Linked DNA regions of Mus musculus: region 2 is linked to region 1. Evidence: chromatin contacts called from public HiChIP or PLAC-seq data. All regions are on one chromosome and are shown on one strand. The core of a region is the stretch at or near the end of the contact, and the rest is flanking DNA. Distances in the headings are between cores, read along the strand shown. Region 1 holds the start of Cntn4 (contactin 4). Region 2 overlaps Cntn4 (contactin 4).

What was found. HiChIP or PLAC-seq counts read pairs in DNA pulled down with a chosen protein or histone mark.
Region 2: an H3K27ac HiChIP or PLAC-seq map of SST interneurons shows a contact between it and region 1, with 10 times the contacts expected there. The contact joins the enhancer-like site here to the promoter of Cntn4 in region 1. A contact is called at or near these places in 5 of 39 promoter capture datasets (the C10 cell line, cranial neural crest, embryonic stem cells and 2 more), 3 of 115 datasets of contacts at active chromatin or transcription factors (SST interneurons, embryonic stem cells and forebrain) and 1 of 9 other capture datasets (embryonic stem cells).

What each region holds. Positions count from the first base shown.
Region 1 is chr6:105,676,456-105,681,013 of GRCm38.p6, forward strand. Cntn4 (contactin 4) reads left to right here and starts at 1,290. Exons shown (of 26, transcript NM_001109749.1): 1 at 1,290-1,435. Gm15631 (predicted gene 15631) reads right to left here and starts at 1,126. Exons shown (of 3, transcript NR_132434.1): 1 at 1,047-1,126; 2 at 609-742.
Region 2 is chr6:106,619,777-106,624,992 of GRCm38.p6, forward strand. The region is part of intron 15 of Cntn4 (contactin 4); the gene reads left to right. Among named protein-coding and RNA genes, the nearest start is that of Il5ra, 130 kb to the right of the region's middle. Within about 2 kb of position 2,200, at least 4 of the 459 cell types and tissues checked have an H3K27ac peak or open chromatin away from gene starts, as enhancers often do. A contact at or near this core is called in SST interneurons, where this site is marked.

The DNA.
Region 1 (4,558 bases), core at 40-2,539:
TTAACATTTGCTCATTTTTCAAGAATGAATTATGTTAAAAATCAAAACCAATAATAACCCAAAAGTGAGACTAAAGATACAACAAAATCACTTATATCAATTAAGGAGGTTGCCGCATGTGTTTAGAGGAGTGGAGTGTTTGCTTACTACAGTAGTTTAAAAATAGTTTTCCAGTTAACATCTTTCCCACATAATGGAGATGTCAGGGTAGGTTTGTATGATTGTGTAAATGGTCAGAAGTTGTTTATGTAGCTCTGATCTGCTGAGACATGCACTGGAAGGCTGGGGTTTTGTAAAATTCCCGGGGGGCTTTGTTTCCACCCAGGGAGAGAAAACTCAGTCTCTCTTGGGATTACTGTAAATGGTTTCCAGATGTGCTCCACTGAGTTGCCTCCCCTCTGCCTTTGCACAGGGATCAAGGGGGCTCAGACTTCCTTCCCAGTCTCGATGTCTACTTCAAAATTTAGAGTTGGGATGAAGGGAGCCATTTCTGCAAGGAAACGTAGAGCCCTGTGTAATGACCACAGGACTGTCATTAACTGCTACACCTGCTTTTGAATAACGACGCTTTTAGTATGCCCCCATACACCACATATTGATCCTTGTACCTATTTTATCGCAAGTGTTTCCTCTTCCCCCTTCCCCCTTCTGTGCTCATTCAGCCTCATTCAGCTTGAATGTCTGTTGCTCCGGTTAAGACACCAGCTCCTGTCCTTATCACTGTCTGGCCGATGTCCTTGACCTAAGAATAAGCAAATAAAACCGACCCTAAAGCCATCTCTGTCTAGTCCACTACTACCGCTCATCCCAAACCCATGCGAAGCGATTCTCAGCCCAGAGGTGGTATTCCCGGCCACACCACCTTAAAGATCCTCCGGATTCCGACTGTGCAGGAAGCCAAAGGCCGGTCGCACCTCCTAGTTCCCCAATACTCCGGTGGCAAAGGAAGATGCCATCCTCTCTTTGTACCCTAGCACAAACACACCCTTTATGTCCCTCTCCAGGAACCAGACAGAGCTAGTCATGTCCAACAATGCCCCCTTTACCAGTGTCCCGCGTGGGTACTCGGGGTCGCCTCCCCAGGGCAGGGCGGTGCAGGTGCTACGCCTAAGGGTCCACTGCCTCTGGTGGCTCACTGAGCATGCCCAGCTCCACTGAGCGCTCCCCCCCGCCCCCGCCCCCGCCCTCCCCTTGTCTCGCCCCCTCCCTATGAGTCTTCCGCTAGTGGCTGCAAAGGAACCGCTGCAGCCTGAACTCAGGTGCGCCGGGTTTTGAGAGCTGCCACCAGCACAGGGAGGGAGAGGAACGCGCGGCAGCCACAGAGCACAAGGTTCATAACCAGGATTGGTCGCAAGTAGGGAGCTTTTGCCACTCCGCCGGGACCTTCGGACGTTGGCGGTGGAGCAAGCCCAGTTCTCCTAGGCGCTGTGCTTGGGTAAGTCCAGCCCGACTCTGGAGCGCACTGTCCCAGGCACCCTGGTCTGTGGCTTGGGATATAAGAGCATGGTCCTTAAGGGCTAGGGATGGACAGATTAGTACCCAGGGTTGTCGCTCCTGCAGGGCTGTCCGGGAGGCTGCGAGGAGGTGAGAAAACTCTACCTGGCATGTAGCAGTCCCCCATCCCCTGGATGACACTGTTACCTCACGGCGACCAGTTTTCTCCTTTATTACTGCGAAAAGAAGTTTGTTGCGTTGCCTTACGACCGCCAACCGAAGAGCCTATAGCAGAACATGCATCCAGAACCTTTAAAATCAGCGTCTTCAGCTGGGTCACGCGATTGCCCTCTCTGTGCGCCTTTGCTCCGTGGGCGCCTTCTTGCCTTTTCTTTTTCTTTTCTTTTCTTTCTTTCTTCTTCTTTTTTTTTCTTTTTTTTTCTTTCTTTTTTTTTTTTAATGCTGTGGGTACCTGGGTATCCATACCCTTTGGGTGCAACCCTTAGTATGAGCAGATGAAGTTGGGCTGAAATTTGAAGGGACTTGGACATCAGGGCTCCGGAGACTGGGACTCATGATAGAGTGATCCCTTTTGAAACGCTCCTTTTTGGAGTGCCCACACAGTGCATGGTTCTTTGCAAAGCACAGTGATTGTTTCGCACTGAACAACACTGACCAGGTCTCTTGTGTTGTGGAGGGCACTTGACAGCTTGTAGGTGCAGCATGTATTTCCAATAGCTTATGGGGAGGGGAGGGTGTTCAGTTTCTTTGGGGAAGGCAAAGGTAACTAACTGCATCTTAGCCGCTGCTGTACAAGCAGCAAGAGAGATGGGCTTCAGGCATCCCTTAAATGCCAACCCTTAACCCTTTTGCTCTCAAAATTCTTCCTTCATTTCTGCTCTTTACCTTTCTCTAGTGTCTATATATTTACTAAAACTGAAAGGCGTGGGCTAGGTGGACACAGGTAGGCTCCTCAGTCTCCTTAACCAAGCAGAACCTGATGCATGAACACATTCTGTAGCACAGTGCTCCTGCTGTTGCAAGGATGCTGCGGAGAGCATTGGGAAGATAAGGTGGCTGGTTTGTGAGCCTCAGGCACTAAGTTCCCTTGGCAAAGGTTTGCGGAGGTTGTGACCTGGTTAATCAGTGTAACTGATAATCCTGGCAGTGTGGAGTGCCTGGAGGATGGCAGGCCAGATCTTGGTGGCACCTTACAGGATTGTTTGTAAGGCAGGTCCTGTGAGTCCCCTCGCTGAACTTTTTCTAGTTTCCTACAGGAACCAATACGGGGGCGGGACTTGTTTTTCAGAATACAGGTACTTTTTAATTGCGTGGGCATTTCCAGTAATTTACGGTGACGGGCGCTGGATGTTTCAAGGAACAAACACAACAGGACTGATTCGTTTGGACACCTACATAGAATAATTTGAAACGCGCTTTGAGCGCTTAGATGCTTTGGCATACGGAGCTCTTTGGTTCTTGCTCCTTAGCACAGTAGGAGCACAAGCAGCTGTAAATGGGGGTGGGGGTGGGGTCGGGGGATTCCTAAGCAATGTTTCAAGCTTTCCTGGGGAGCAGGCTTTATCTGTCTCTGTTCAGGGGTTTGAAAAAGAGCATCACATCAGACTACAGACATGCCTTGGGTGATCAAGAGCCAACTCAGATTTCTCTCTATATCTGCTCCTGGCGCCTTCATCTAGAGTTCATTCAGAGCTGGTTGGGAATTTCCACTAGTTTGTAGGCAGTAGGAAACATAGCTGAGTTTCAAAAACCTAGTTCACTAAGATCATGAGTATTGCTGCTTTATTAAACTCTACTCACCCCCTCCTGTCACTTAAAATAAAAACAAAAACAGTGGTTTTCCCCGACTTTAACTGCCTGTCTTGGTATAAGAGATCATGATAAGCCTCCTTACTGTTCAGCGTGGAACACTCTGGTTGCTTGCAAGCTGGGAGAGCTCTTTTGAAATAGAGGTTACAACTCAGAGAAGTCACCTGTTGTTAAAGTTGCCTCTGGAAATTGAAACAAAGGCAGATCTCTCATTTGTTGCCTGTCAACTCACTTGTAATTTCTCAGGTTTGAGGACTTTCAAGTCAGTTAGGGAGTAGTTAAGAACCTCCTTCTGTAGTCATTCCATAAGTACCTGATTAAGGGTGATTAAAGAATAAATCTGTCAAATGAGGTTGCATCCTTTTAACCATCTATTTTATCTGTGTCTCCTTGTTCAGAAGCATGTCTTGCTCTTTTCTCCTTTAAGCCCTGAGTCTTTTGGCTGCAAATTCTTTCAAAAGTTCCCAAAGACAACTTTTATCTTCAATTTAAGTCTTTAAAAAAAAACACAATCAAAATAACCTAATTAATTAAGCCTGTCAACTGAAACTATCCTCTATAATCCTGACTTATTCAACTTTCTGACATCCCCAAGTTTATCTGATATTGGCTTCAATGTCTTTTCTTTGTTATATTCAAAGTTAGAGGCAATATGCCTTAGCTGTCACCTCTCTTTTTATCAGGTGAAATTAAACTTGGTTGTGAACTTGCTTTTATAGGATTTTCACCAAACAAATCGATGTCATGTGGTAGTCAGGGGTAGGCCTCTATTCTTTGATGTGGACAGGTCTTTGTTTTTATTGTTTTGTATTGTTTTGTATAAAACAGCATTTGAAGTTTTGCAAAGACTCCAGTAGTTAGGGCTTTGCTTTCTCTTTCCTCATCTGTGTTTGTCTTAAGTTTCTTTTATTATTTTATATGAGAAGAAAATTGGATCGCTAGGTCATTAAGATTTGAGGATGTTTGCTGATGTGGTATGGTGAAATCCATAGTTCACGAAAGCAGCAATGAAAGATAGTCAGTGGTGCTGTTTTATGTATCCCGGGGAATTGTTGCTATCACTGGGCCATCACTCCTATTAAGGGACCACTGCCAGCTTGGGAGTCCCTGCTACCTTTCCCTTTTTTGTTTGTGTCTCTCATTCATTACCAGTGACAGAGTAGCCAGTTGCAAAAGAACTGGGAAACTGTCTCCTCAGAGCCAGTTTACTTGTCATGAGGAGAGTGCCTGGGATGAGCCCTAAGAAGCAGTGCTTGGGAGAACTTCTCCTATTCTGGATGCAGGCATACAAGGG
Region 2 (5,216 bases), core at 950-3,449, 940 kb after region 1:
TGACTAGGACCAAGATAGGGAGCCCAAGCTTTCCAAGATGGGCACTAGTCAAGTCCATCCCTGTTAGAGTGATGGTCCTCTTATGCAGATATAAGAGAATACTAGCATGCCATGTTAAGTTATGATTAAAGACCAGGATTAAAGTTGAAAAGATCTGGCTTAAATCTCATTTCTTTGACTTATTATCTCTATGACCTTGAATGTGATTAGTAGCCTATATGGAGATAATAGCCATGCTGGCTTCTGTACATGGTTTCTGCATTTGTGATGATCCACATTAAGTGGCAAGCATGGGTGCCTGAGAATAGTGATGGTTGTTATTGTTCCTGATGTAGTTGTTATTTATATTATAATAAAATGACATTCTATATCACACATTCTATATCATTGAACACTTAATGAAGTTTCTAACCCAGTAGAGTAATTTTAAAAGGCAAGTAGGGAAGAGGTTATAGACATACAACCATAGACATCATATTTCCATGCTGCACTGTGGAGAGTGGGGTATCTTCTCATCAGAGTGCATACTCTGGAGATACTACCAGAAAGATGAAGAAATTATTCTCAACCGACCATTTAATTCTCTGCTGCCTTATTGTTTAGTATCACAGAGTAAAGCTTCCAAATATACCAGAATGAAGTATATCATGGCCACCTCATATTACATATAGATATAAATATTGCTGAGATAATAACTTTTACTTATCTTCATAAACTAATTTATTTGTTGCTATCTAATAAGGCATGGCCAATAATTCCTTAAGTATAATACAAGAGATATAATAAATACAGTTAAGTGTTTCTAACTTTAGTAATCATTTATGTGTTTTGATATGTATTGGGAAAACAATAGTTTACCTGGTGACATATACATGTAGTTCCTAGACAGGGAAGATCTCTGCGGCTCCCTAGCCAGCTCATTCAGCCTACATTGTCCAAGAAAATAAAGTGGGCAGCTCCCAGAGAACAGCATCTGGTTTGCCTACAAAATTCACATACATGTGTACAACATTCATGCCCACCTGGACATATAAATATGTATACCACACACACACATATATATATTTGTACATACAAAAATACCCACAAAGTCCTCCAGATTTTCTGCATGCTTATAATACCAGCACTTGGAATGCTAAGGCAAGAGGGTCAGTGTTGCCAGGTCAGTCTTGGCTCTAGAGAGAATTTGAGGCTAGCCTGAACTACATGAGACACTGTCTCAGGAAACACACACACACACACACACACACACACACACACAACACACACACACTAAAATTTTAAGAACAATATGAGTAAGAGGAAGGCCTGACAGAGGAGGAACGTGGGTAATTTGAAGAGAGAAAGGCAGACATGCTCATGTATAAACAGTTAAATTCAGGTTGTCCCAGCATAGAAACCCACCGTCCACTGGATGTTCATGTGCTTCAATGGTCTCTCTGGACTTGGTCACTGGCACTCAGATAGATCAGCTTCCTTACCCAGGTCTCTGATTCCTGTGCTGTTATGATATGGAGGTGAGGCTATGAACTTCATTTGGTCAGGAGGGTCACAAAAGATAAGAATCCTGTTACCTTAAGTACAGTCCAAAGTGGTTAGGAAGCCCTCATGTGGTATTATGGAGTAGTGCCCATGTGTAGTGAAGACTGTCTATTCTGCCAGTTTCTACCAAGGACATTAAAATAAGCTGAGAAATACAGTCGAGAAATCTGCTCCATAAAGCACAATAAAGGCAGAGGAAAACCGTTCTGAACTCAGCATGAACTGTGCCATGTGCTCGTCCCCCAGCAAATGCTCCAAGCCCACACCTTTAGTGCAACCGTAGCCATTTAGCCTGGAATATGGCACACTGCCATATTTTAATTCACTTTCCAGATCTACAAAGAGACTGATTTATCAGAGAAGATGCTCTCTAACCTTAAAATGTGCTTATGTTCGTTTTGATCTCTTCATATGTCTGGGATTAGAACTCTGGGAAGGTCAGACATCAGAACACATTTTCCTCCTAACCTTTTTACAATAATTGTGTCATTAACCACTCGTTTAAAATTCAATTCTCTTACTCACTACCTCTGGCCCAGTTATTTGGAGAGAGGCTGAAGGTAGATATTTTCAGACACGAGATCAGTGAGTAGAGGAGACGAGGACACATTCTCTACATGAGACAGGAGGTTTGAAATAAACCCCTGGCAAGTATCCATCTAGGGGATAAATATTCAAATTATGCATGAGCAGGCTTCCAGGCTGCAGGATTCTGACAGGTGCCCATGAGACTCTTGATTATCCTCCTACCGTCTGAATTTCTAAGTTTTGCTGATTTTATTTTTTATGCTAGTTGTAGTACACTTGGAATTTGGTTCGCTGTTTGACTCTAAGCAAGAACACTTCTCAAGTCAGACTCCCCAATCCTAGCAGAAAGCACCCTTTAAATGGAGGTATATGTTTATTATTATCAATGTTATTAAGAACTATGAGGATGGCAGCTACCTATACATGCAGTATTGGACTCACTGACATTTTATCTTTGTACCAGAGGTAGCAAGCACTGTGCTCTTTTCCATGGTGGGTGCCTTAGCTACACAGGTTTTATATGACAAATCTTTTTAATTCTCAAGCCTAAGGCAGAGTACCTGAGGTTGTTTGTCTGGGTGTGGACGGACAAGATAACCATGGTAATAACAACCCTATCTTCTATTGATCACCTCCAGGGATCAACATAAAATGCAGGCTTTTAGGCTATGGGTATGATTACCACAGTCATCTTGTCTCACTACCTCCAAAGGGAACTTGTGTAACTGTGGGTAGTGGTTTCAGTCTATGCTTTGACAGGCATCCTCCTACAAATGAAAGACTTTGCCTATGTCCCCTAGCAAGTGAAAATTGGTTAGAGGACTTCACGGGAATGCAGGTCTTCTAGGCCTTGCCCCCAACCTTCTGCATCATCTCACTGAAGGATAAGACCTGAAAAACACTGCATGTCAAATGAGAATTGCAACTGATCTTTGTCCTTACCTGAGCTAGAGAATGTCTGAGTCTGCACACCACGACCAGTGGGTTGTATCCAGCCATCTGCCTGCTTTGACGTCTACCCCAAAGCTAAGAATAGCGGTCACATGTTCAACTGGTTAGGGGAGAGAAACATGATATCTTTAAATGTAGAAATTTTATGAAATTAATATTTCAATATTTATAAATAAAGTATATTTAGAAGTCAGGCAGACATTTTGTTTATATGACTGTGCTTTAAAACTGTAGCAAGATTGTAGAGTTAAAAAGTTGGGTTAAAACATTAACTTTGCCTTTTAGCCTCCATGGCCTTAAATATTTACTGTTCAATCCTTTGTATATAGGCGGATCCTTTCTTTTGATAACTTTTCCTTAAATAATCCTTTAAAGATTGGTGTGAGACATATATATGTGTGTGTGTGTATATATGTATATGTATATATATATATGTGTGTGTGTGTATATATATATGTATATGTATGTATATATATATATGTATATATATATATTCTACCCTGACCATACACAGTTCTGCTTGCACCTTATGGTAATCTTGTGTACTGGAAATTCCTATCTGATGACTAGCTACAATTGGTAGAGAGATTTCTTTCCCAAGACATTCATTAGTCTCACCCCAGAGTCATCAGAGTGAATCATAATTTGGACATACAGTGAAAATACAGAGAGGCAATAGATTATCACCTGTCACAGAACAATAACTTTGGCCAGTCAGTAAACAATGCATTTAGCTTAATTCTACAGGATTTGTGGAGCTTCATATAATTAAAACAAAAAATAGTAGGCTAGGAAGATCCTACAACGTGAAGGACAGTCACTGGGGTTCCTTAACACACAAACCTCTCACTGTGAGCAGCCTAGTCTAGCTGGACTTCTGCCTTACACTTTTCCTAGGCTGCTCCTTTACTGATACAGTGATGTTTCTTTTGAGATAGGCCAACATAACAGTTTAACATCATTTCACCTGAATTTTAAGAGTTCTTTTCATCCATTTATTTTAAGTCATTACAAGTCATTACATAGAATCACAATCATAATAAAACCACAAAAAAAAATTACTTCAAGGGCCTATGAAGGAAGTGATTTTTTTTGTAGGCCTTAATTCAGACTTTATATACTCCCATAAAAAGTTAACTTTGCATTCCTTTGCAACCCTGCACACTGAAGGCACTCTGGGGATTGAGTGAACATTCGATTGATTACTTCCTTGCCAGACACAGTGATCATTGTTCATCTCATCAAAAGTTCATTCATGTCATTTATGTTCAGAAACAACAGCTTCTTCAAGTACCTTCACCCATATGTGTGTGTGTAGTAGTAGTAGTAGTAGTAGTAGTAGCTCAATCACATATATACATGTATAAGAGGTATATGTTTATGTATGATCATATAAATATATACATGTGGTGGTTTGAATAGGAATAAATCACAAAGACTCGTGTGTGTGAGTACTTGACCATAGGGAGTAACAGTGAGGTGGCATGACCTTATTGGAAGAAGTGTGTCACTATGAAGGTAGGCTGAGAGGTCTCCTATGCTCAAGCTATGTCCAATGTCACAGTCTATCCTTACTACCCGTGAGTCAATATCTACCACTCTCGGCTCCTCCAGAACCATGTCTGCCTGCATGCTGCCATGCTTCCAACCCTGATGATAATGGACTAAACCTCTGAAACTATAAGCCAACCCCAAATAAACATTATTTTTCTTTATAAGAGTTGCTCTGGTCATAGTGTCTCTTCACAACAATGGAACACTAAGACAACACACATAGAAAAAAGAAAATTTCTTCCCAGTATAGGCGGTGTAAAATTCATCTTCTGTGTTAACTCCATGGGACGTTGAGAAATATCAACTATCCCATGAATAGAGAGAAGTGTGGAAATATAATCTTTTTAGTTGGAAAAAAAGTTGGAAGGGGGAGTGCATTTGATGCAGCCTATATCTTATGTGTAAAATTATTCAACACTGTCAAGATTTGACTGGGGATCAATCAGAAATCAGTAACCAGCAATGACATCTGATTGCTAGCACACAACAAAAGCTTTTAACATTAGACCCTTATAACAAAATACATTTTGACCTAATTAGATGTCTTTCACTGGAACCAATTATATCCAAGCTATAATTAAAGGCCTTCCTAATAGGATTAGCACAATTTATGACCCAAGGCACCTAAAGTAGGGAGGAAA